6 separate regions of the Mus musculus genome follow, and regions 2, 3, 4, 5 and 6 are each linked to region 1. The links are chromatin contacts, called in public HiChIP or PLAC-seq and promoter capture Hi-C maps. All regions are on one chromosome and are shown on one strand. Each heading gives the region's core, a stretch centred on a gene start, on an enhancer-like site or on the middle of the called end of the contact. The rest is flanking DNA. Distances are from core to core; before and after follow the strand shown.

What was found. Promoter capture Hi-C pulls out the DNA fragments that hold promoters and counts their contacts. HiChIP or PLAC-seq counts read pairs in DNA pulled down with a chosen protein or histone mark.
Region 2: an H3K27ac HiChIP or PLAC-seq map of embryonic stem cells shows a contact between it and region 1, with 6 times the contacts expected there. The contact joins the promoter of E130308A19Rik here to the promoter of Zfp37 in region 1. A contact is called at or near these places in 1 of 39 promoter capture datasets (cranial neural crest) and 2 of 115 datasets of contacts at active chromatin or transcription factors (both in embryonic stem cells).
Region 3: an H3K27ac HiChIP or PLAC-seq map of embryonic stem cells shows a contact between it and region 1, with 9 times the contacts expected there. The contact joins the enhancer-like site here to the promoter of Zfp37 in region 1. A contact is called at or near these places in 7 of 39 promoter capture datasets (the 3T3-L1 cell line, cranial neural crest, embryonic stem cells and 4 more) and 4 of 115 datasets of contacts at active chromatin or transcription factors (differentiating embryonic stem cells, embryonic stem cells and stem cell-derived neural progenitor cells).
Region 4: an H3K27ac HiChIP or PLAC-seq map of embryonic stem cells shows a contact between it and region 1, with 13 times the contacts expected there. The contact joins the promoter of Susd1 here to the promoter of Zfp37 in region 1. A contact is called at or near these places in 1 of 39 promoter capture datasets (embryonic stem cells) and 1 of 115 datasets of contacts at active chromatin or transcription factors (embryonic stem cells).
Region 5: a contact with region 1 is called in an H3K4me3 HiChIP or PLAC-seq map of stem cell-derived neural progenitor cells, with 9 times the contacts expected there. The contact joins the promoter of Inip here to the promoter of Zfp37 in region 1. A contact is called at or near these places in 3 of 39 promoter capture datasets (cranial neural crest, embryonic stem cells and liver) and 7 of 115 datasets of contacts at active chromatin or transcription factors (astrocytes, embryonic stem cells, stem cell-derived neural progenitor cells and 1 more).
Region 6: a promoter capture Hi-C map of embryonic stem cells shows a contact between it and region 1, with 6 times the contacts expected there. The contact joins the promoter of Snx30 here to the promoter of Zfp37 in region 1. A contact is called at or near these places in 3 of 39 promoter capture datasets (cranial neural crest, embryonic stem cells and hippocampal neurons), 4 of 115 datasets of contacts at active chromatin or transcription factors (astrocytes, differentiating embryonic stem cells and embryonic stem cells) and 1 of 9 other capture datasets (embryonic stem cells).

Annotation. Positions count from the first base shown.
Region 1 is chr4:62,206,280-62,210,363 of GRCm38.p6, forward strand. Zfp37 (zinc finger protein 37) reads right to left here and starts at 2,267. Exons shown (of 4, transcript NM_001290351.1): 1 at 2,050-2,267. The coding sequence starts at 2,082. Gm30451 (a long non-coding RNA gene) reads left to right here and starts at 2,645. Exons shown (of 2, transcript XR_390634.1): 1 at 2,645-2,686; 2 at 2,837-3,123.
Region 2 is chr4:59,623,854-59,627,622 of GRCm38.p6, forward strand. E130308A19Rik (RIKEN cDNA E130308A19 gene) reads left to right here and starts at 2,358. Exons shown (of 4, transcript NM_001015681.2): 1 at 2,358-2,638.
Region 3 is chr4:59,893,967-59,897,592 of GRCm38.p6, forward strand. Snx30 (sorting nexin family member 30) reads left to right here. Exons shown (of 9, transcript NM_172468.2): 8 at 559-711. Among named protein-coding and RNA genes, the nearest start is that of Slc46a2, 19 kb to the right of the region's middle. Within about 2 kb of position 2,260, at least 81 of the 459 cell types and tissues checked have an H3K27ac peak or open chromatin away from gene starts, as enhancers often do. A contact at or near this core is called in differentiating embryonic stem cells and embryonic stem cells, where this site is marked.
Region 4 is chr4:59,437,114-59,441,164 of GRCm38.p6, forward strand. Susd1 (sushi domain containing 1) reads right to left here and starts at 1,520. Exons shown (of 17, transcript NM_001163288.2): 1 at 1,093-1,520. The coding sequence starts at 1,210.
Region 5 is chr4:59,782,231-59,786,027 of GRCm38.p6, forward strand. Inip (INTS3 and NABP interacting protein) reads right to left here and starts at 1,625. Exons shown (of 5, transcript NM_001013577.1): 1 at 1,498-1,625; 2 at 24-104. The coding sequence starts at 48.
Region 6 is chr4:59,804,296-59,808,071 of GRCm38.p6, forward strand. Snx30 (sorting nexin family member 30) reads left to right here and starts at 1,355. Exons shown (of 9, transcript NM_172468.2): 1 at 1,355-1,930. The coding sequence starts at 1,775.

The DNA.
Region 1 (4,084 bases), core at 1,017-3,516:
AGTATAACTCCAAATTGTCACTATAATCTCTTGTCTTTGACCATTACAGTAAACTTCTGACCTCTGGCACCTACTTGACCTGTAGTTCATCTTCCATAGAGTAACCAGTGATGATCTTTTTGATGTATCAATCAGATCAAATCACTTCCTTGCTTAACCCCAGTGGTTTATACATCTAACATAGCCAATATGATCTTACATGATCTAGAAGCTTCTACCACTGATATCCTATTTTTCTACTTCCTCTGTGCGTGTTCCAGCCACAATTTTTTTTCTTTTACTATAACAGGAAGCTAATGTCTATCTTAAGGCTTTAGCAATTGACATTCTTCTTTGAATATTTTTGGATCTCTGCATTAACCACAGCCTATCATTGTGTTCAAATCAACTGCCATTTCTTTAAAGATTATTTTTAAATTTTATTTACATTTCTGTTTTGTTTTGTTTTGTTTAAAGATTGATTTATTTTATGTATATGAGTACACTGTTGCTCTCTTCAGACACACCAGAAGACGGCATCAGATCCCATTACAGATAGTTGTGAGCTACCATGTGGTTGCTGGGAATTGAACTCAGGACCTCTGGAAGAGCAGTCAGTGCTCTTAACCAGCCCCTGCTTTAAAGATTAACTTGAGAAACAAACACTTCCAAGCTTTACTCTCTACCACATCATCCTCTGTTACTTTCTTCATAGCAGTTACCTTTGCCTGGAATTATCTTACTTACACGGATATTTACATTTTATTGTCTCTTTTCTGTTTCTCAAATTTAAAAGGCAGACTCGGAGGTGGGGAAGGGGGAGGGGAGAGAGAGAGAAAGAGAGGAGAGAGAGAGAGGAGAGAGAGAGAGCGAAGTTGGGTGAAGAGATGTCTCAGTTGTTAAGAGCACTGGCTGCTCTTCCAGAGGACCTGGGTTCAATTCCCACCCACATGGCAGTCTGTAACCCCAGTTTCAAGGGATCCGACACCATCACACCAATGCACATACGATAAAATTAAATAAATTATTTTTAAAAAGAGACTGGCCCTATATGTTGCTACTTAAAATTCTCTGGCATAAAATAGGTGTTCATCTTATACTCTGTTTTACAATTTTCTAACCATTGACACTCAAATATCCCTCAGTCACTAACCTTCCTAAACCTCCTCTACATAGAAGTTCCCAATTACCATTCTTCACAGAACAGTCACTAACCTCCACTCAACTCCAGTGACCTTACAGAACCTTCTATCATAAAACCCTGAAAACTCACAAAGCCTTGGCCTCAGAGTCCTAGTCACAGAATCATAATAATTATTATTAATTCCTACCAAGAACCCCATCACTAAAGGGACAGTTAGGACTACTGATACCCTTTCTCCCTAGATGACAATCTGCCATCCAAATAGGCACTTCAATATAAGACTTCTTGTATTCCACCAACTGTCATCTGCTCATTAGCCTCCAGGTTCCCCCCTCACTGCCAGTCATAGCACACAAAACGAGGACTCTTAAAGACATTGCTTATTAGACTTCCAGAAATGCCACCATTACTGACCCCAAGGGCTCAAATTCTAATCCCCACATATTCCAAATGAACCAGTTCTCCAAATCTCAATACTGCCCCTCCCACAGTGCAGCCTGTAATCCCCAGTTACCTAAAACACCAGCTCCCAAGCAGTTCAAATTCTAATCCTTGTAGGGCTTCCCGTCTGTAATACATCACAAAGCCCTCATTTCAGATCTTGCTAGCTTTCCAGACCCAGACTCAGTCACTGTGACTATTACAGATGCCTCCCCGCTCCCAAGCATCACTTACCTAGACAGATCCGTCAAAATACTGATTTCCGAAAGTTACAGCAATCCCCAACTCCATATGCCCCCAATATCACGGGCACTTAATACTCCATATGCCCATAATACCCCAATACCTTGGTCCCTTAGAACACCGGCCTTCCCAAAAGACTATTCAACAACAACGCCACAGATTCTCAAATCTCGTCCACTAGGACTCCAGTCACCCTCCAATCACCGACAACCAAACCAACCCCAAGCCCTTACCGCCCTCACCGCATCGCTTTCCGCAGGCTCGGATGTAGCCATCTCCTCCGGACGCCTGGCTTTGTCCGCACTCCTCCGATCCAGCGCCTCTGGCTTTGTCAGGTCCTCGATGGAGTCAGAGGCCGATATGGCGGCCACCCCGGGCACCGCTTCAGAGGGTCCGGGGGCTTCGATGGCGGAGACCTGCGGAGATTGCTTGTGGGCGCGGCCATCTTGGCATGGACCCCGCCGTACAACGGAGGCGCGGGCGCCTCTGGGATCACTGTGCCGGCAGGGCTGGCGATTCGTGAGTCCTGGTTCCCGGAGCTGCGACGTGTCCCAGGCAGGAAGTGCTCAGAGGAGCTGCTGCGCGGGACACGCACCCCAGACCTAAATTCGGGAGGCGCGGGGAGGCCTCGCCTCGGGGGTTCTGTTACAGAATTCGGAATTACTTTTCCAAAGGGTTTTCCAGTTGCGGTTGCCGGGGAAACCCGGGAAGCAGGATGAGGAATCCAGAAAGAGAAAGAAACCAGAAAAGCTGGTCTAGACTAGTAACGTTGACTTACAGAGAGAAGACATTTATCGCTAAGACATAGCAAAAATTCTTTGGATTACTGTTATAATGGAGAGGGGAGGGAAGAGGCCGACAGCGAACACGGCACTCCTGGTGAGAGCCCAGCACTGGTGAAGACATTTCCTCAGAACTGCACAGCTGTTAAAATGACTTCTCAGTGCACTACTTAACAAGCTCATTGCGTTTACTCAACAGTTTTTATGTAGAATTTTTGATATGTAAATATGTACAATCCATGTGCAGGATGAAGAACAGGACTACACAACCTTCATCCCCCTCCTCAGTTTGGATTCGCAGTAGGGCAGAGATGGTGAGATTACTGCAAATGCGTGGTTTCTCATTGATTGACTCAACACCCCTATTGGAAAATGGATCCAGTGAGGAGACTGCCTGCAATCCCATTACGCAGGAAGCAGGGGCAGTGTTTTCAAGACTAGCCTTGTTATATAGAGTGAACTTGAGGTTAGCGTGAGCTATCCAAAGCACTTGTCTCAAAAGGGCAAAATAAAATAAGGGTTTTTATAGCTTTATTCAATGTACAGCGGGAGAAAGAACAGAACTGATTTGTGGGGGCCAGAGTATAAATATAAGAGTTAGTTCTCTCTTTATGGGGATCCAGGGACTTCACTCCGTTCTCCAGACTTACCTACCACAATGGTTGCTATTTACACTCCGAGCCTTCTCACAGGCACTAACATTTTAAGCTGTTGCTGTTTTTCCTGAAGTCCCCTTCTGAAAACAGAACCTAGGGCCTTGTGCTTACTAGGCAACTAACTACTCTGTACTGAGCTAAAGCCCAAAGCCCAAATTAAAAACAAACAAACCTGTTTTGCATGCCGCCCCCGCCCCCGCCCCCACCCCCACCCCGTCTGCTTGTCTCCCTTAGTTTCACCTCCAGTTCTTGAGCCTCTGGTAATGGGGTATCCACCAGAGAAGACTGCTCAGACATGGGTTCAAGCCAACAGAAAAGCTAGCCAGTGACTTCCCTGGGTGTTTGGGATCCCAGTGTAACACTGAGCCTTCCTCGGGATGTGCTTTTAAGTACAAAAAAACATGTTCTGGGTTGACATATTTCAGCTAACAAGAACAGTTAGCCAGAAACAGAACTGCAGAAGCAAAAAAGCAAGGAACTTAGAGTTTGTATACATAGCACCAGACCAACCTCCAACACTTTCTTTAACCTTTCTCACCTTCCTCCCCCCGCAACCCCCCCACCCTGCCTTCCCCCCTCCCCTCCAGGAGAGAAATGATAAATGAGGAGCGAGGGGTGAGGGGAAGAGAGATCCTCAAATCTAAACTTTGCTTTGTTTCTTCCCTGACCACTACCAATAGCAACCTGTAGGCAGCACCCTAAATCCACCGAAATACCAATAACTACCTACCCCACCTCTTGGGAATGAGGGCATTGTGTTTCTTGCTGTCTGATGGCAATGGCATCTTTGGATGAAAATTGGGATGTTGGCCAAGTCCTGGGAGAGTTGGTTGTTTCGT
Region 2 (3,769 bases), core at 1,108-3,607, 2.6 Mb before region 1:
ATTAAGAACATTTCTTACAAGCTTGCCTACAGCCAGGTCTTATGGAAGCATTATCTCAATTGAGGCTACCTCCTCTTAGACAACCCCAGCTTGTGTGAAGTTGACATAAAACTATCCAGCACCATGAGACAGCTAAAGATATCTGTTTTACAATGTTTTCAGTAGCAGTTTCTTTTCATTGCTTGGTTTCTTGTTGCTTGTTTTGCAGATAAGGAATCTACAAGTTCGACAAACTGGTATATAGAATGACCATTTTTAATAGCAAATACATACAGTTAATTGTGGCAAAAGTAGAATATAAAATTTAGTTTCTTAATCACTTTTAGTATATAGTTATGTTAAATATATTAAATCTTTTTATTTTTTAATGTTTTTTTTGAAACAGGGTTTCTCTGTGTAGCCCTGGGTATCCTGGAACTCAGTAGCTAGCCTCTGCCTCTCAAGTGCCCGGGTTAAAAGTGTGTCACCACTGCCTAATTATATTTACAATCTGTCACATTCTCATTTCTCACCTAGGAATGATTGAGATTTCTTATCACAGGAGGGGTAAGACCAAGATGTGGATAGTACCTAAGGCTAATCAGGTTATTTCTAAGTCTGACTTTCTACCATTAGACATGGTTTGGAAAGGGCTCAGTGCTGTGAGGAGAAAAGGGAGCCTGGAAGCAGTGGATGACTCTGAGCTCCAATAACAAACTATGTTCTCAAGATTTCTTAGTTTCTCTAAGCCTCAGTTTCTGAAAACTAAAACTACAACCATCTTATGAACTGCAATATCACTTCTCAGTAGGTACCTGAAAATGTGAGGCTGGAGAGATGGCTCAGTAGTTGCTCTTCCAGAGGACCTGGGTTTGATTCCCAACACCCGGGAGGGAGCTCACACCCATCTGGAATTACAGTTCCAGGACATTTGACACCCTCTACTGGCCTGGGAAGGCACCGAGGGCATCTCTGGCACAGAGATATCCATGCAAGCAGAACAACCCCCACACACATAAAAAAAATTACATTTTGTATCAAATTTTCTATAGAATAGTAATGTTAGTAGCACCAGTTTTGTAGCGTTCCTAGGACTAACTGAATTAACAACTTACTAAGTGCTTGGCACAGACATATCTGGGAGGTGCTATGAAAGGGGTTTTTAAACACACAGCCTTGTCTCAGTGGTGCCATGCTGTGTAGGTAGCTTTTAGTGCCTTGTGTATCAGAGCACCTCTGAGAGTTTTAGCTGTTACAACGGCCCCACTCCTGGGGTGGGATGAATGTGTAGATGCCAAAGTACAGCTCTGAGCTCAGTGAGTCTACTCTTGAGCCAAATACAAATGATGGCCAGCAACATGGATTCAGATTACCCTGGAAGACATGCTCCACTGTGGAAGTAGTTACATTAGCTTTTATTATTATTATTATTATTATTTACAGAAAAAAGGAAGTCATAAAATCAAGGCAATTACCAAATGGCAAGGCCTGCAGGTTGGTGGATTACAGCAAAGTGGGCCAAATTTACAAGTTTCAGGTACTGATGAGATTTGTAGCTTTTGAATCAGTGGAAGCTAGAGGTCAGCTGACAATACATTTCTTCCTTCTTTTTACTATTACTACTACTATTATTATTAGTGGTCGTTTTGCCAGCATGTACGTCTGCACCGCTCTGTCGTACCGCGGGGACTGAACTCCAGACTGTTGTGAGATACTGCCGGGAATCAACTTGGTGTTCTGGAAGAGCAGCCAGTGCTCTTAACCACTTTTTTAGCCACTGCTAAAAAAGACATATTAAAGAGTTTCCTAAGGTCATGAGGGTATTAAGTTTGATGGGTAGGCAATAAATAAATTATTAAGGCGTGTAGAATCTTTAACACCTTGCACTATTCTTTATTTTTTTCCCTGGGAACTCCAGTTTATTAGATGTGTGTGTGGATGCGATGCGGTGGGACATTAGGACACTATGGAGTAAGTACACTGCGGGTCCCAGGCCACCCGGCACAACTCTGTCTGAGGTGTCACACACCTCTAACGCGATCAAGCTCTGCTTACTTCAAGTGTTTAGGCTGAAGTGCGCGGAGGCCAGGACAGCGGACACGCGTGGAAAGTGGCACAGACCGTGCGTGGGTTCTGTACCTGTCGGAGCGACGGGGGCCGAGCTCGGCCGGCTCCGGGCTGCTCGCGTCGCTGACAGGAGCTTGGCCCGCGCCCCCTCAGGGCAGCGAGCGCCGCGGGTCGAGCGCCTTCCGCGGGCGTCGCTACACACTTCCTGTAGGTCCCGCCGCCTGAGGAGCGCTTCCGGTGCCGGCTGAAGCTGGGGTCCGAGCCCCCGCCCCGCCCCTCTCCGGCCCCGCCCCGCGCGGCCCCGCCCCCGCGCTCCAAGCCGGGCGCGCGGAGCCCGGGGCGCACGGAGCGGCGCGCGCCGGTGGCCGAGCCAGGCTGGCGCCTGCGCCCCCCCCTCTCATCGCACCACCGCCGTCACCCGCCGCGCAGCCCGTGGGGCGCCCTTCCCGGTTCACCGACTCCGGCCCCGGGGCCTCCGGCTGTGGTGCTGCCGCCCTCCGTCCCGCCGTCCCTCCCCGTCCAGCTCGGGCCGCCGGGCTCCCGCAGGCCCCACCGCCCGCGTTCCTATGGACAGACGCACAGACACCTGCAGGTGGGTGAGAGCCCGCGCGGGGCTGGGGAGCACGCGGGCGCGGGGCCTCTTTGTGTGTGGGCGGCCGCGCCGTGACCCTCAGAACCTTCCTTTTGTCTGCTCCGGGCCAGCGAGGCGGGAGGGCGCTAGGGGCGGAGGGGTCTGCGGGCGCAGAGCGGGGCGCGCACCGGTTCGCGGCCGGCGGCGTCTTGGCGGGGACTGTCGGTGCGCCGGCGTCCCCCGAGCTGGGCAGGAGGGCGGGACGGAGGAGGAACGGTCTGCCTAGCTAGTTGCAGAGTCTGAGACACCTCGGGGCTCTGCCGGACTAGCTTGGTTGTCCGGAGGTACCGGGAGGTGCGTGTGGGGCGTGTAAAGGAACGTGCGGCGCTTTGCTCCCTTATTTATTGTTTCTAACGGAGGAGGGCTTTCTCCCAAAAGCTCCCCCCAATCTGAGGCTGCGCACAGTGATTTGGGTTTGTTATCAAATAGATCAAGAAACCTAGTGTCCTGGAGAGAGGAGGTTGAGCTGACCAGCAACAAACACATCAGATGAAACAAACAAACAAACAAACAGACAAACAAAAAATGTTTGTGGTTTTCTTACGGCTGACTTTAATTTAAAATGTTAAAGGTCAGGCAGTGACTTAAATGGAGAAAATCGAACATGGCTGATTTTTTTTTTTTTTAATATTTTTAAAGAAATTGTTTTGAAGTTGTGGAGTAAAGTTTTTTCTTGTGGTCCTTAGGATTATCACCGATAGAGTAGTCTACCTACTAAACAGTTAATTGGAGTGTCATGTAGTGACAGCTTTTATGGTAGGGCTTGCATTAGAGAGTAAAACAATGATAGTCTTTCCATGCAGGCTAAAACCTTTGTTTTCCGTTTTAAGATAGGAGATTTTTTTTTTTTTCATAGCATATGAAGAGAACGTGATGTTAGAAGTGATTTTTCCCAGCGGTATTTCCTTATTTTACATGATACATTTATTCCTTACATGCGTACAAACCAAGGGTAGGGTTGTTGTACGTTAGATATAGTGTTTTGAAAGGTGGAAGGTAGTAGCTCTGTTTTTTCTTATTTGATTAGCTGGCTTACTTCGTGAACAGTTGCTATGTGTTCATAAATGATCAAATAATAAATGAAGTACATTA
Region 3 (3,626 bases), core at 1,010-3,509, 2.3 Mb before region 1:
TTTCTAAACCATAAGAAAAACCTGAAGCCACTTGCTATATTATGCTTCAAAACTTTAATACCCTTCAGGGATTTTTTTTCCTTTGTTCTTGAGCTCTGTGGTTAACTGCCACCCAGAGTGCAGAATGGTGCCCCGTTTATGTGTGATGGGGAGTTCAGAGGACCTGGCTGGTAAACTCCTTATTCAATTCACTCAGATAAATAAGGTAAGGTGTTATCAGACATCATAAGTATTGGGCTAGCTCATGTGACCAGAACAGGAACCCCTTCTCCTCTAGTTCTGACACAAGGCGACACTGTGCCCAGGGCTGTTTGTCAGCATGGCTGAGTAAATCCTAAAGGGGCTCCACACCGCCTTACTCTGACACGAAGGAATGGTTCCCCCATGTGTCTGCTCTGCTCGGTTGGGTCAGATGATTCTTGGGGCAGGACAGTGCCTTTTACAAACCCTTCCAGGGCCTGCTTTCCAGGGAGCCTCTGACATTCTAATTGAGAACAGTGTTTGTGGAGGAGGAGAACCCAGTCACACTTTGGAGCCAAGGATATGTCTTCCTTCCAGGTGCCAGCAGATGTGGAGAAGTGCCAGGATAGGATGGAGTGCTTCAACGCTGACCTGAAGGCTGATATGGAGAGGTGGCAGAGCAACAAGCGGCACGACTTCCGGCAGCTGCTCGTGGGCTTGGCTGACAAGAATATCCAGTATTATGAGAAGGTGAACACATGCCACTGTGCTTCCCAGGAGCTACGGCCTTTCACGGGCATTGCCTTACTTAGGGATTTACTGCTGTGAGCAGACACCACGACCAGGGCAACTCTTATAAGGACAACATGTAATTGGGGCTGGCTTACCAGTTCAGAGGTTCAGTCCATTATCATCAAGGCGGGAACATGGCAGTGTCCAGGCAGGCGTGGTGCAGGAGCTAAGAGTTCTGTACTTCATCTGAAGGCTGCTAGGGGAAGACTGGCTTCCAGGCAGCTAGGATGAGGGTCTTAAAGCCCATATCCACAGTGACACACCTACTCCAACAAGGCCACACCTCCAAATAGTGCCACTCCCTGAGCTAAGCATATACAAACTACCACCGGTGTCTTCCAGATCCCCCACGTCCCATCCCTAACCTGCCTCATGTGAGCTACCCCAGTTCCCTGGCAGACTGTGCTGAGTTTCAAAGCTCAGACACCCACTCTCCTAGGCCTCCTCCTGCTGGAGGAAGTGGCTCTGTGACTGGGCAGCTGCTTCCCGGTGATACCAGCATGTGGGCACCCCCAGTTAATGGAGCCTTTGGGGTTACTTCATGTTACCTTGTGGTTTTACATAAAGGTGTCTTCACTCTCACTATGCTGTGGGCCCCTCCAGTCATCTGTTGAAGCTGACAAACATCAGACACACCAGAAGAAGGAATTAGGTCCCATTACAGATGGTTGTGAGTCACCATGAGCTGAACTCAGGACCTCTAGAAGCAGTCAGGTGCTCTGAACTGCTGAGTCATTTCCCCAGACCACACTAATACTTGTTGTTAATGTTGAACTTTAAAACATTCTTTGTGGACCTCAGAGTTAGCATTCCCATTAACACACACACACACACACACACACACAAGGAGAGGATAAAAGAGCCAACTCCTAAAATCAAGGTCCATTCCTTATGTATCTAATTTGGAGTCATTTCTAGCAATAAGTCCTGATGTCCTTTTGTAGCCTAAACTTACAGTTAAGCAATGGCCCAGTTTTAGTTGAAATAGCTTGGCCTTGAAATTCAGCTGTTGGGAACAGAACAGAACCCTGTAGGACGATGCTAGAGATAGGCCTCTCTCCTAGATTGTGGCCCTAGGACTGTTGAGCTAAATCTCCAATCCCAATAAGCCCAAATAAGTACAAACAGCACACAACTCAGTCATAATGTTTATAAGCTGCACGCCTAGATTGGGCAGATCTACCACTACACTGCTCTCTTCCCCAGCCATGAAATCCCTTGCTACTTGCGGTTCCTCCAGACCACGTGGTTCTGTTCCATCTTCCTTCCATCTCTTCTTCCTTGTCCTCCTCTCTCTCCTCCATCTCCTTGTCTCCCCCTCCTCCTTTACCCTCTCTAAAACTCCCAGCCCCACCTTTTCCTTCCTCTGCTCAATCACGGGCTCTAATCTTTGTTTGGCCTGTTAAAATGGGGAGACGTTTCACCTGAGATCACCTCTTGTGGAAGCATAATTAGCATCAAAATACAAACTGCACCAGGGCAATCCACACAGAACAGTCCTTGGCCCCTGCTGTCTTGAGGCTTAGGTGGTTGTGGCTGCTGCTCTGAGCAGATGTGCCCGCACTCGGCCTGGTTTACTAAAGGGAGCTGGGGGAGAAAGCCGCCCACTACTCTTCCACACCTTTTCTCTGGAGTCCCTACTACTTCTGAACTGGATTAGCTCTGTGCTTAGCAGTTGCCAGCTCATTAAATTTAACTCTTCATCCTGCCAAGCGGTGTAGGTATCAGAGGAGCCCTGAGTGAGCCAAAGTCCTGAGTGTATGTGCATTGTTGACCCATTCCAAGGACCCCGAAGCCTCCAACCCATAGATGCATTTCATCCTATGTGCCAGGCATGGGGGACAGCAAAGCTTTCCTTAGGGTTTGAGTATGAGTGTTTGTGAATAATTGATCAGGGTGTTCGAAGACTAGAACTGCTGCTTCCTCCTAGATGTTTGTAGCAGGAGATCTTCAGATACTAGCAACCCCTCCCCCTATGCTATTCCTAATAAACTCACTGAGGTTCCATGTTGCTGGCAGTATGAGCCCTCAATCACAATGAACACACACCCTCCTGATCCGAGCTTTGCTGTGTGTGTGTCTGTGTGTCTCTCCTTTCTCCCTTCACGTCTAGTCAGGATTGCAGGACTCAGGACTCCGAGGGTCACGGCAGGTAGTGTGATAGAGAGAATTTTATGACTGAAACCATCATTCACAGAAGTTTAAAAATTCCTCCCAAGCTGACCAGTCTTGGAGTACCAAACTAAGTATTTAACTGATGGAATCATCAGTCTGGATTGTCCCCACCCAACCAGCTTAGGAGAACAGGGGTCATACACTGTTGGCGACAGGTAGAATGTCCTCCCCATGTGAAGTCAAGGCCTCTTCTGGCTGGCTGTGTGTTAGGGGAGGCACCTGCGCAGCCTCTCTTTCTTCGTTTGTAAGTACTAATCATCTTTGCAGGGTAATTGCAAAGATAAAGTACAATGCACATGCAAGTTACCAGAACGTCCAGCATGTGGCAGACACTCAATTACAGTTTACCTCCATGCTCGTATTTGAGAGTCTAAAACCAACGAGGTCCAGTGTCTCCAGCATGCCTGTTGTGGATGAACCACCATCTCTAAACTCCCACACTTGCATCTGTCTCTTCCCATTGTAGCCTGACCTTGGTGTCTCCCTGTATCTGAGGTTGTTTCTCTGCACATTTCATATGCAAGGGACCAAATAACCCGCTGAGCAACAGCAGACTTTGCCGAACCCTGTAGGCATCCTAAGTCCATCAGAGAAGCATTAGTGATAGATTCCCAGAGGTAAGGATGGAATAAGTGTGCCAAAGGGAAGGAGCAAGGAAAAAAGTCCTCGGGGCCATGGAGTGGTCAGGAAAGAGCAGC
Region 4 (4,051 bases), core at 270-2,769, 2.8 Mb before region 1:
CTTCTGTATTCTGCGTCCTGCTTTCCCACGCTATCCCCAGTCTGAAATCCATCCATTACTCTGTTGGGCTTTTCGTTTTGTTTGTTTGATCACAGTGTTTCACACTGTAGATTAAACTACTCTGGAACTCACTATGTAGCTCAGACTGGCCTGGAACTCACGGCAGGCAATCTTTCTACCTATCTCACACATTGGATTCCTTTTTACACACATTTCTAAAGACCTCTTACTATGGAATGGGGCACCCCTCCCCTTTTCCGAAATCCAAGGAACCGCTCAGCTTGTCTCATGCATAATGGCTGCCCAGTAAAACACAGTTGTCCTCTCCTCTGACCAGTACACCTTCTCAGAGCACTTGACACGTTCTGCTATTATGTGGGCAGACTTCGCCTCATTTTCCTGTTTGAATCCTCCGTGTCAGGTAAATCCCACCACGCTCACTGGTCCCAATTTGTCTAAAACACAGACTATTTGCCTGCCTCTCTCCTTGGGACTATGAACCACTAGAACGCCAACATTGCACGGTTACATCTGACCCAGGGAAGATATTAAAGGACTTTCTACGGATGGATGGATGGATGGATGGATGGATGGATGGATGGATGGATGGATGGATACACAAATGCATGGATAAACAGACTAAATAAACGAATGGATGAATGAACTAAAGGATAAACTCTTCCTATAAACTTCCTTATTCTTCTTTACATTCTTAACATTTAGTTCTTCGTGGAAGTGAAAAATAAGGAAAGGGACAGGTGGTGGTGGGAGAGCCACTACAGGTCAGGAATTTGTCCTGCAAAAGCCAGGGAGACTGGAAGCTGTAGAACCAGCGGCTCGCCCTCCCACATCCTCCACGCGGCGCACCGGTCCCCCAAACCCCCACCCGAGTCCAGTCCCCACCCCACCCCCACCCACTCCGGGAGACGCGAGTTGGAGCAGGGCCGCCTCCACTACACACCCCACAGTCCCCGGGGCGGGCAGTCTGGCGTGCTTCTCGCCGCTCCGCCTCCATGATCCTTCCACGCCCCGACTCTGCGCCTCCAGATCCGGAGCGCGAAGCGTCCTGCGCGCCGAGTACCCTGCACTCACCTTCCGTGCCAGGCTCTCCGCTGACGCCGCGGGCTAGGCTGAGCAGCAGCACGAGCCGCAGCAGCCGCTGCAACCCGCATCCTGGAGAGCGGCGCGTGCCCCGGGGACCCCGGCCCATGCCGCTGGCTCCCTCCCGGCGCCCGCCACTCCCCGGAGGCCCCTGTGCAAGGAGATAAGGCCAGAGGCGCGAGGAAGGGGCGGCGCAGAGGCTTCCGGCGCCGGGTTGCGCCGGTCCCGGCGGGGAGCAGGGTCCCAGGTCCCCGGATCTAGGTGCGCCTGGTGCACCGGCTGCGCGCGAGCTGAGCCACGGGGAGAAAGCGGACTGTGCTAGGGGGGAAACATCGCAGTGCAAGTGTGACTTGTGGAGACCAGAGAAGTGCAGTAGCCACAGGAAAGGGTCTCTGACTGGACGGGTCAGAGAGTTGGGAGGTGGTGGCCGCCCGCGCGGAGGGAAAGAAAGGAGAGGAAACTAGTCATGGGCCAGTTCACCCGGGGTGCACATGCTGGAACAGGTGACAAAACAAAAGTTCCAGCTACTTGCTGGACGACGCCCTCCTTGGCACGTTAGGAATCGAACGGGGAGAGACACGTGGTGAGAAAGACATGGAAGACAGGACAACCGTGTATTCTAGAAACCGAGGGACCGTTTTAAGGTGGGGACAAAAGGTTAGAGAAATATATGGCAGAGTTAAAGAACTCTGCTCTGAGAGTAGGGTCAGCATCAGGGCGTGAGGGGATCCGGGAAGGGGCAGGTGATCCTCTGAATTTTGGAGAGAATCAGAAATGGAGTGTTCAGGGACAGAGTCCACCACGTCTTAAGATTAGTGCAATATTAGAGAAAGGACAATATTAGATCAAGGAGAAACTGTGAATGTCGCTTAGATCTATGCTTTGGGTGGACTGTGGTGGGAGACTGGGGAGCAGAGGGTTAACGTGAGTTAGGAATTGGGGTTGAGGGAGGCTGAGGAAGGAAGATCAGTTTTGTCTGTGGGGCCCGCCCAAGTGCAGGGGGCACTCCCCACTTCAGCAGGTACCCTCATTTGCTTTCTCACCGGTGAACTAGCCCTACCTCTAAGGCAGGCAAATACACCCATATAAGGGCTGAACTTGGGCTGCCTTAGGAAGAAACCGTTAAAATAAACTTCCTAGTCTCTTGTAACAAGTTTTCTTGAAGATTATTTCTGTCCAACAAAGAAAGAAGCCTGCTTTGGGAAGTAGTAGAGCACCATGAAAGTGTGAACATGTCTCTAGGTGTTTGGGCAAAACCAGTCTCCAGGAACCCTCACAGGTCATTGCACAAATCCACTGTTCAAGACATTTTTAAAACAACCTTTATCTCTACTTCTCATGCCCTTCTGCAAAATAAATATGTATATATACTTTAAAAAAAAACATGATGCATGAAAAAACAACTATCCAAGACTTGGACATGGGAAGGAAAATTACTGGGTGTCTCTTTCAGCATGCATGGGAGTAAATGCTATCTAACCCACTTTCCGTGGATTATTCAATTCAAAAGTGTACTTTTATGAATGTCCTACTGACTAGGTTTGTTTGTGGCTTTATAAGAGTATACGTTAACTTAAATAACCCCGATGACAATATTATCAATCAGAGCTGTCTGTCTGTCTGTCTGTCTGGGGTCCTTTACCTGAATAGAAAGAAATCCTGAGACCACAATGGCAGTGCATGCCTTTAAGCCCAGCAGTCAGGAGGCAGAAGCAGAAGGATGTGAGTTCCAAGCACCTTGATCTACACTACAAGTTCCAGGATAGCCAGAACTACGTAGGGAGAGCCTGTCTCAAAATAACAAACAAAAAACTCTGAGACAAGCAGAGAGGCTTTTCTGGCTTTGGTGCCCTCTAGGTCATAGGTCTAGAGAGCCTGTGGGCTGGACTAAGGGACGGTGATAACTAGGGGCCTATTGCTTCATGCTTTACAAGCCAGAGACATGACTAGGCATTCAGGCTGGAGGCTTGTTCCTCTGGACTTTAACCACCAGCAAACCCCAGCATTTTGCAACTGTTGCAACCCTCTTCTTCCAACAGCAGTATGAGGGAGCAGTAGGCAGTTCCTACTGGGACTGCAACTCCTGAAAGGGCTCTGGGTTTTTGGACCATCAGCTCCTTATAGGAGCCATTACAGCCCTGCAGCCCAGTGGCCAGAGACTTTGACAGCTCCTTGGAACTCTTCTGGTGGCTTAGACACACAGACTTTTTTTTTTTCTTCAGCTATTCACAGTACTCTGTCTCCATGGCCTTTCTCCCTATCCTGCGCTGTCATGCTCTGGAATGTTTTAGCTGCTGCACCATCTTCTTGGCATTGCTGCCTTCCACTGTGTCCAGCAACCATCTCTTCTTTGTGTTGCCAGCTCACCCAGGGCCACTAAATATAAAGATCAAAAGTAACCAGGAGTTGAGGGTGTAGCATGCTTATCTACCATGCATGAAGCCCTGGGCATAAAATTGAGGTTGTGCAAGCTGTGATCCCAGCACTCTGGAGGTAGAGGCAGGAGGATCAGGAGTTCAAACTACAATACAAGCTGAAGGCCAGCCTGGGCTATTTGAATGTCTCAGATATTTAAAAGAGGAGTCAGGGTGGGGCTAGGGAGATAGTTCAGTGAGTAGGAACACTTGCTCTGCAATATGAAGTAGAATCTCCAGGAGCAATTAAAAGAGGCAGGCATCGCTATACATGGTGCTAACCCAGCACTGAGAGGCAGAAAGAGGCAAATTTGAGGCACTCACTGGACAAACAGCCTAAACCAAACAGTAGGTTTCATGTTCACTAAGAGAAACTCTCTCAAAGCAATAATGTGGAAAGTGGCTGAAGGTTTCCTCTGGCCTCTACATGTGACCTCCGGCACTGGTATCCGCACATTGAGTCACAACATGAAAGATTATTTCATCAGTATTGTTTCAAGAATCAAAAGAGAACAGTGAACCACTTTTAAATTAGG
Region 5 (3,797 bases), core at 375-2,874, 2.4 Mb before region 1:
ACAGAAGTCCCAGCATGCATTACCTTGTCCTGAAGGATTTGCTGCCATCTTCCTATTCTGGGTCAATTATATTCAGTGGCCACTGATCAGGACTTTACAATCATCTGTAAAAAAATTTTTGTGCACACATAAAATGCACTGGCCTTAAATTACAGACTCAAAAAAGAACAGCTAGGCTGAGTTTGGTTTCTTAGTCTCTTAAGAAAGATACACGTAAAAAACACAGACTTAAATCAGAAATTTAGCTCTGCAAATTCCTCATGCACTTCATTAAATGAACATTTTTTTTTTCTAGGACTTAAGTTGTTAATACCAACATTTAGCATAACTTTTAATTTACATCATCAAGATGTATTTACCAAATATATCAACCTTTTGTAAAGTATCCACATAATCAGTGCTAGGAAGAAAAATAAAATTCTATAAAAAGCACTCTCCGTTCATTTAAAAAACAAATTCCAGCATTTGCTGTGCTGGTGAAAGAAAGAAGGAAAGAAAGAACCAACCAACCTAACAAGTATCTACTCTGCGCCATATATTGTGTAAGATGTGTCCCCAAAAATGTTTTTTAATGAGCATTTTTATGTACGTGGAGGCCAACAGTCACAAAACTAGTAAGGAAACCTGGACTCCTGGTTCCTTTGTGTGTGTGGTGCATGTGTGAGCAGGGCAGGAAAAGGCATCAGATGCCTTGTGCTATCACTCTCTACCTTCTTCCCTTGAAAACAGGGTCTCTCACTGAGCCCGGAGCTAGGCTGCCACCCTCACCGATCCTCCGTCTCTGCCTTCCCTCAGCTCTGGGGTGCAGGTGTCTGTCTTCGGCCATGGATGCCGGGAGATTCCAACACAGACCCTAATGCTTGGGCAAGTGCTCTTACCGGCTGAGCCACCTCTCCAACCCCAAGCCTGCTCATCTCTAAGTTTAGAAATAAAAGTTTTGCATTTGGCCACGCCGGAATCACAAGACAAACTCCTCGACCCTTGAGTTTCATTCAAGTAATCACACGGGATTGGGGATGGAGGGGGCGGGGGAAGGAAAACTAATTTAACAAATGTGCTCTTTAAAAACGTGACCGCGCATAGCGGTAATTCCAGCCCTCTGGAAGATGAGGCAGAAGAACCCCGAGTACCCGGCCAACCAGGGCTACACAGCCCGACCCTGACTCAAAACAAAACAAGGCGCGAACGGGATTGCGGAAGTAGAGAACTATTGTTGAGCGAAGACACGAGCTCTAAGCAGATGCCGGGTGGAAAGGACTCGCGTCTCCCACGGCTGGGGCTGGAGCACGGCATGGGCGAAGCCGAGCTCGTACCGAAGGCTATCAAGGCCACCCTGAGAAAGGGTCAGGGTGACCCAGGAGTCCCCGCCCGCGCGCGGGGTGGGCGAAACCCAACGGGAAGTGAGAAACCCTCGCACACTATGCCGCGCGAGGCCGCTGCCCCGTGGCCAGCGTTCGGGCCACCCTTCTCTTGGCGTCACCAGTCCTTTTTACTTACCCGGAATGCGAGGAGCCTGGAGAAAGCTCGCTGTCCGGTCGCAGCCGTGCAGGGGGGCGCGCCCACGCAGAACCCGGCGAGAGTGCAGCAATGCACCGCGCTACAACCTTCCCGCCGGCACCAACTTCCGCCTCCTGACTGACGGGCCCCCTGGAAGCGGAAGTCCCGCCTATCGACTGGACGCAACGGACGCTACCCCAAGTGATTCGTAGTTTAAGCGTTTCTTCGGCCGGAAAGGGTTTCCCTTCCGAAGAATGACAGTCGAAGAGGCTCACGGGAGATGCAGGCCGTACAATTGGGGGCGGAGCCAAACGCTGATTGGCAGGAATAGAGCAGGGTCCCTAGCACCTAAATTGATTCTTTTTTTTTCCCCTTCAGGTTTGCAGGAGATTAGCTGTCTGTCTGTCTGTCTGTCTGTCTGTCTGTCTGTCTGTCTGTCAGGATTTATTTAACCCTGATGTTAATCCACTTCAGTAGAGCTTCAGAGGGAGGTTGAGCACACTTTCAGGTTTTAACAACCATCCCAGGAATATTTTTGTTGTTTACCGTCTGAGTCAATAATTATACACAAGGTGAGCACTAAATAGGTACAAGTTTTCACTAGTGTGCATAATCTGAATTTTAAAAATGAAAGTGTCGGCTGAGAGCAGTGAGGCATGCTTTTGATCCCAGCACTCTTGGAGGCAGAGACGGATCTCGGATCTCTCGAAGTTTGAGGCCATCCAGGTCTGCATAGCAAACTCCAGGACAGTCAGGATTACACAGAGAAACCCCCGACTCAAAAGCAAACAAACAAAAGAGTGAACGCCACACCAAGATGCTACTGGAAGTTACCCTATGCTGCATAGCCTCACGCTAAATCCAGACGTTTACCTTAAGACGTAAAAGCGTTTGCCAGGCGGTGGTGGCGTGGGGGGGGGGGGGGGGGGGCAGAGCCAGGCATAGCTCTATGAATTCAAGGCCAACCTTCAAAGCGAGTTCCAGGACAGCCAGGGCTACCCAGAGAAACCCTATTTGCAAACAAACAAACAAATAAACAGAAATGCAAAAGACATAAATATGTTTTAAGGTGTATTTGTTCTGTGATTATCAACCACTCTCCACAACTTGCACCTGTGCTCTTAATTAATATTTGGGATGTTGGAGATGTAGCTAAATTGGTAGAGTCCTTGTCTAGGACACAGGAGGCCCTGAATTTGATACCTCACACCACATAAAATTGGGCATGGTAGTGTATACTTCTTAATCCAGCCTTGGGAATTTAGTGGGAAGAGGATCTTTTGTCCAAGGTATGTAGCTTGAACAAGGAACATAGCAAGTTTAAGGTCAGTATTGACTACTTAAACCTTATTTCTAAAATAATAATTGATGTTTGCTAATGTTTACAATGCACAGTCCAGGACTGAAACAGTAAGTTCAATACCAAAGATTTACTTAGTTCACAGAAAAAAAAAATTGTTGCATGTTTTCCACGTGCTAGGTGCTTGCTCTACATTAGTTTATGCCTTCCTGTGATTTGTATATGGGAAGCAGAGGTGTTACTACATTGTATCCAGCAATGAGCTGAGCTAAAACCCCAAAACTCTACCAAATTCTTAACTTCTGAATATTGTCTTTGCCCTAGAATAGCAGTTTTCAACTTGTGTACAGGGATAACATATAAGGTATCCTTCATATCAGATATTTACACTATGATTCATAACAGAAGCAAAATTACAGTTATGAAACAGCAGAGAAAATAATCTTATGTCTGGAGTCACCACAACGTGAGGAACTGCATTAAAGGGTCAAAGTATTAGGGATTCCTCTGGAACCAGCTCATTGTGATTCCCCACCCCACCCCACCCCCGTTGAGACAGGGTTTTGATACACAGAGGCTGTCCTTGAACTCACTTTGTAGCCCAGGCTGCAGATGGGAAAACTCCTGTCTCAACTTCCTGAATGCTGGCACTTACAGGCCTGAGCCTTCACATCCAGTTCCAGTAACTAATGAAAATATAAAGCATGTTGGTAATAAAGTTTGAGTCTCTTCTGTGATCTGCTGGGAAAACACAGCTTTATTCAAGCTTTAAAATCCTAACAAATTCTTTCAGTTAAAAGGTCCTGGTGAGGCCGAGGCTGACTTAAAAAATAAATAAGATCTCTATTCTTAGGAGAATTTTTTTTTTCCTGTTGCGCAAGTAGTCAGTGCAAGAACCAGGGCACAGGAATCTCTTTAATTCCCAAACGGGGGAAATAAAAGGGTTAACAGCTGAAAATGTTTACTCCCCTGATCATGACCTCGTGAATACATACATCTT
Region 6 (3,776 bases), core at 105-2,604, 2.4 Mb before region 1:
GGTTAGAGGGACAACGTTTGAGGAGTTGGTTCTTTCACTTCACCTCATTGTCAAATCTAGGTTCTGTATAAAAGCAGTGTTGTTTTAAAAATTTTATTTATATGAGTACACTGTACACTGTCGCTGTCTTCAGACACATCAGAAGAGGGCATCAGATCCCATCACAGATGGTTGTGAGCCACCATGTGGTTGCTGGGAATTGAACTCAGAACCTCTATAAGAGTAGTCAATACTCTTAACCACTGAGCCATCTCTTCAGCCCTACTTCTGTGAAATCTTAAGAGCACCATTATGTTGAGGTGGCCTAATTGTTTAAATAAATAACAATATTCAAGAAGAAGATCTGCCAGATATCTATAGATCAGTCGTTTCTAGTTATATTTGTATTGTTTACTTTAATGAAGATAATAGGGTATGCAATAGTTTTAGGCAGCTCCTAGATATAAATGAAGTGACAATTTTGCCCAACTCAGGAGATCAGACCCTAGCACTCCCATGAGGCAGATACAGCATTTAAAATTGCTGTTTAGTGCCCTTTCAATATTATTTTCCCAACCAAGGCAGACTGCTCTGGAGGAGATAAAAGACAATGGATACTGTACTAAGGGCTCAACTCTTTGGACTACGTCAGAAGGGGGCCACTGAAGTTAAATGAGACTCTGGTAGTTATTTTGGGTTGGTTTCAATTCTGCATTCTACATGTTTTGTTTTTAGAGAAAGTGTGACAGATAGAGAGAGACCTTTGTGAATCCCAATGTTAAAACCTGTCACCATTTTTTAACAGGAAAACTGGACAAACCTAAGAAGTTCAAGGACTGGAAAAAATGTCTTTCTTCACAGTGAGCCCCACACAGTATTTACGTGTTTGCTAGATGGGCAGATGACCCTCTAACTTGACCTTCGAGACTGAAGCGCCAGTGACAGGTAAGTGGAAAAGGGGACAATGATATACTTTAAAGAGCTGGAAGTAAAGCCCAGTCTATCTCCACCATGGCAGCGAATAAAAGCTCTGGAGAATTCAGTTCGGCCCGAGGCCAGTATAGGAACCATCAATGCGTGAAAAACAACTAGGACCTCACGGTTCTTGCAGACCTGGTTGGCTAAGTGTGCACGTCAGGACCGTAAATCATTTGTAGCACACGCTATTTACGGATGCTCATGCTTCTGAGGTTTCGCCTTACATAAACCCCGCTTAGCTGCAGAAGCCAGTCGGTATGGGGACTTCAGTGTGGAGTTGAAGACATACCACACTGCCTCTTTAAATGTCCTTCTAGTTTTTCTACTGGATGTTCTCTAGTTCCTCTGAGCCACGTAACCCTTTACGATACTAAGACACGCTCCACATTTTTATTTCTTTCTGCGTGTGCAGTGTGGCTGGAAGATCCTAACTCACACTGATGCTTTCTGAGCCCCCAGCGAAGCTGCCAGTGGGCGCACTTCCTGCCGGGAGGTGGGCGGGGCGGGCCGCCTCCTCCTTCAAGCTCCGCCCCACCCTGCGTCCCGCCCTCCCTCCCGGCGGGCAGAGGCTCCGCGGGGGCGGGGCTGAGAGCCGTGGGCGGCGTGGCGCTGCTAGCAGGGCGCAGGGTCGGAGGTGCTGGGGTTTGGCGCGGCTTAGCCCACGGAGCTGTGGTGTAACGCTCGGGAAAGCTCAGCCTCGCGGGCAGGAGAAGCATCGGGCGGAGGCTGCCACCACCAGCTAGTGCAGGGCCTCGGGCCGAGTGGGGCGGAGAGCTGCGGGAGTAAGCGGCGGCCCGGGTCCCGAGCGCTGCGCGCCATGGCGGGCGGGCCCCCCAAGGCCCTGCCGTCCACGGGGCCCCAGTCCTTGCGCGACATGCCGCACCCGCTAGCCGGCTCCAGCAGCGAGGAGGCCGTGGGAGGCGACAGCACGCCCAGCCCGGACCTACTGATGGCCCGCAGCTTCGGTGACAAGGTGGGGCGCTTGGGGCTGGGGACTCCTGGGGCGGAGCGGGAGGAGGATGGATCCAGGACCACCCCTGACACTGGGCCGCGCTCATCCTGGCGCCCCTTTCCCGGAGGTTAGGCGTGCTTTGGCCCCAACAGCCCTTGGCCAAAGCCTGTCCTCTCACTGCCCCCGCGGGGTCGCAGCTGCAGGCTAAGCGGCCAGAGGGCATGTGTTTTCCCTGGCTGAGAGTGGCCCCGAGCGCGGGTGACAGCTGGTGGGGAGGGGTTCGGGTTGCAGCAAGCATGTGGGGACCCGGGGCGTGTGCTGCGGTACTTCGCCTCTGTGTCCCGAGAATGAGGTCCCTCACCCCTCTAGGTGCATTCCTTGAAGAGGAGCTGCAGAATAGGAATAACTTGTTGGCGCCTCCAGTTTCCCCGGACTGCAAAAAAAAAAAGCAAGAGTTAATGGCTAATGGTTTTCCGGGGTGGGTCTGAGCAGCCTTGCTCATCTTCTCCCCAGTCGGTCATGTGGGGAGTGATCTTTGTTTAGGTTTGCTGTTTGCCCCAGGAGTCACCTGACTCCGACCTCAGCGGCGGCTAGAGGAGAGTCTCTGGTTTTCTGTCTAGGGCTTCATTCACCTCTTATAGCGAACCACATTGATTAGGTTTGGCAGTGGCTGGTTTTGTGGTTGACGGAAAGCAAGCTCGCCCTTTGACCTTCTTTGTGCAGAGGGAGGCTCTTGGTCGTTTTGCTATACTCTCCTGCTGCTTTGAGAGACAGCAAAGTCCCGTGGGGAGGAGGAAGAGACTGCATCTCCCCCCTCCCCGCCCCCATCTCCATTTCAGCTGTGACCAGGATTTTGAGCAGCGATTGTATCTGCGCTCCTGCTGCCACTTAGTCACGAGTTGCAGACATTCCAATTGTTCTTAGCACTTGAGATCAGGGTCTCTTCCTCCTATTAAAATAGTAAATGAATTCTTCCTTTCCGTAGTATTAATGGAATGAGTGGAATTGGGAGACTTAACTTTACTTCTTCTCTTAGATGGGAAAGGCATGTGGGAGGTAACATTTCCTATGGGAGAGTGTGACTTGCTGGGCCTAAGCTCTCAGAATGACCGGGAAGTGATAGGGATTTATAAAGCCTAAACTAATGAAATGGATACATTGAACAGCTCAAAATATGTTCTTGCGTTCACACTGGTACCTCTGTGGTCATTGCTTTTTATAGATTTTAAGATTATGTGAAAACATAGGCAGCTTGCAAACCCTCCCTTATGTTTGACATTCAAAGAGTGATCATTGAATGCCTGAATGATAATTTTTTTCTTATTATTAGCAGAGACATTGATTTTGAATGGATGTAGAATGGGAACTAAGGTTAATTCTCAGTTCTCTGAAGGAAATTGAATTATTTCCTTACTGCTGTGTAAGAAATCACTTCAGAATTTAGCACCCGAAAATGCTGTCTGTGAGTCAGGAAGCTGGGAGGTTCTGAGTAAGACCTACAGGATGCTGCCATCATCTGAAGGCTGGGTTGGGAGTACTCTAACGTCACTTCTAGGCTCACTCCCATGGTTCTTCACAGGCCACAGTAGAAAAGATGATCCAAGACAGCCCCATGCTCCAGCCATCCCTATAAATATTGATCCTCAAAGTGACATACCTCTGCTGGATTCTGTTGCTTATAGAGGGACACTGACACAGTGTGGGAAGAGGGTATGAATCCTAGAGAATACCAGGAAATGGAGATCACTGAGGCCATCTTGGAGCCTGGCTTCTAGTCTACCGTGCGCGTGCGTGCGTGCGTGCGTGTGCGTGCATGTGTGTGCATATGTGTGTGTGTGTGTGTGTGTGTGTTATGAATTGAACCCGT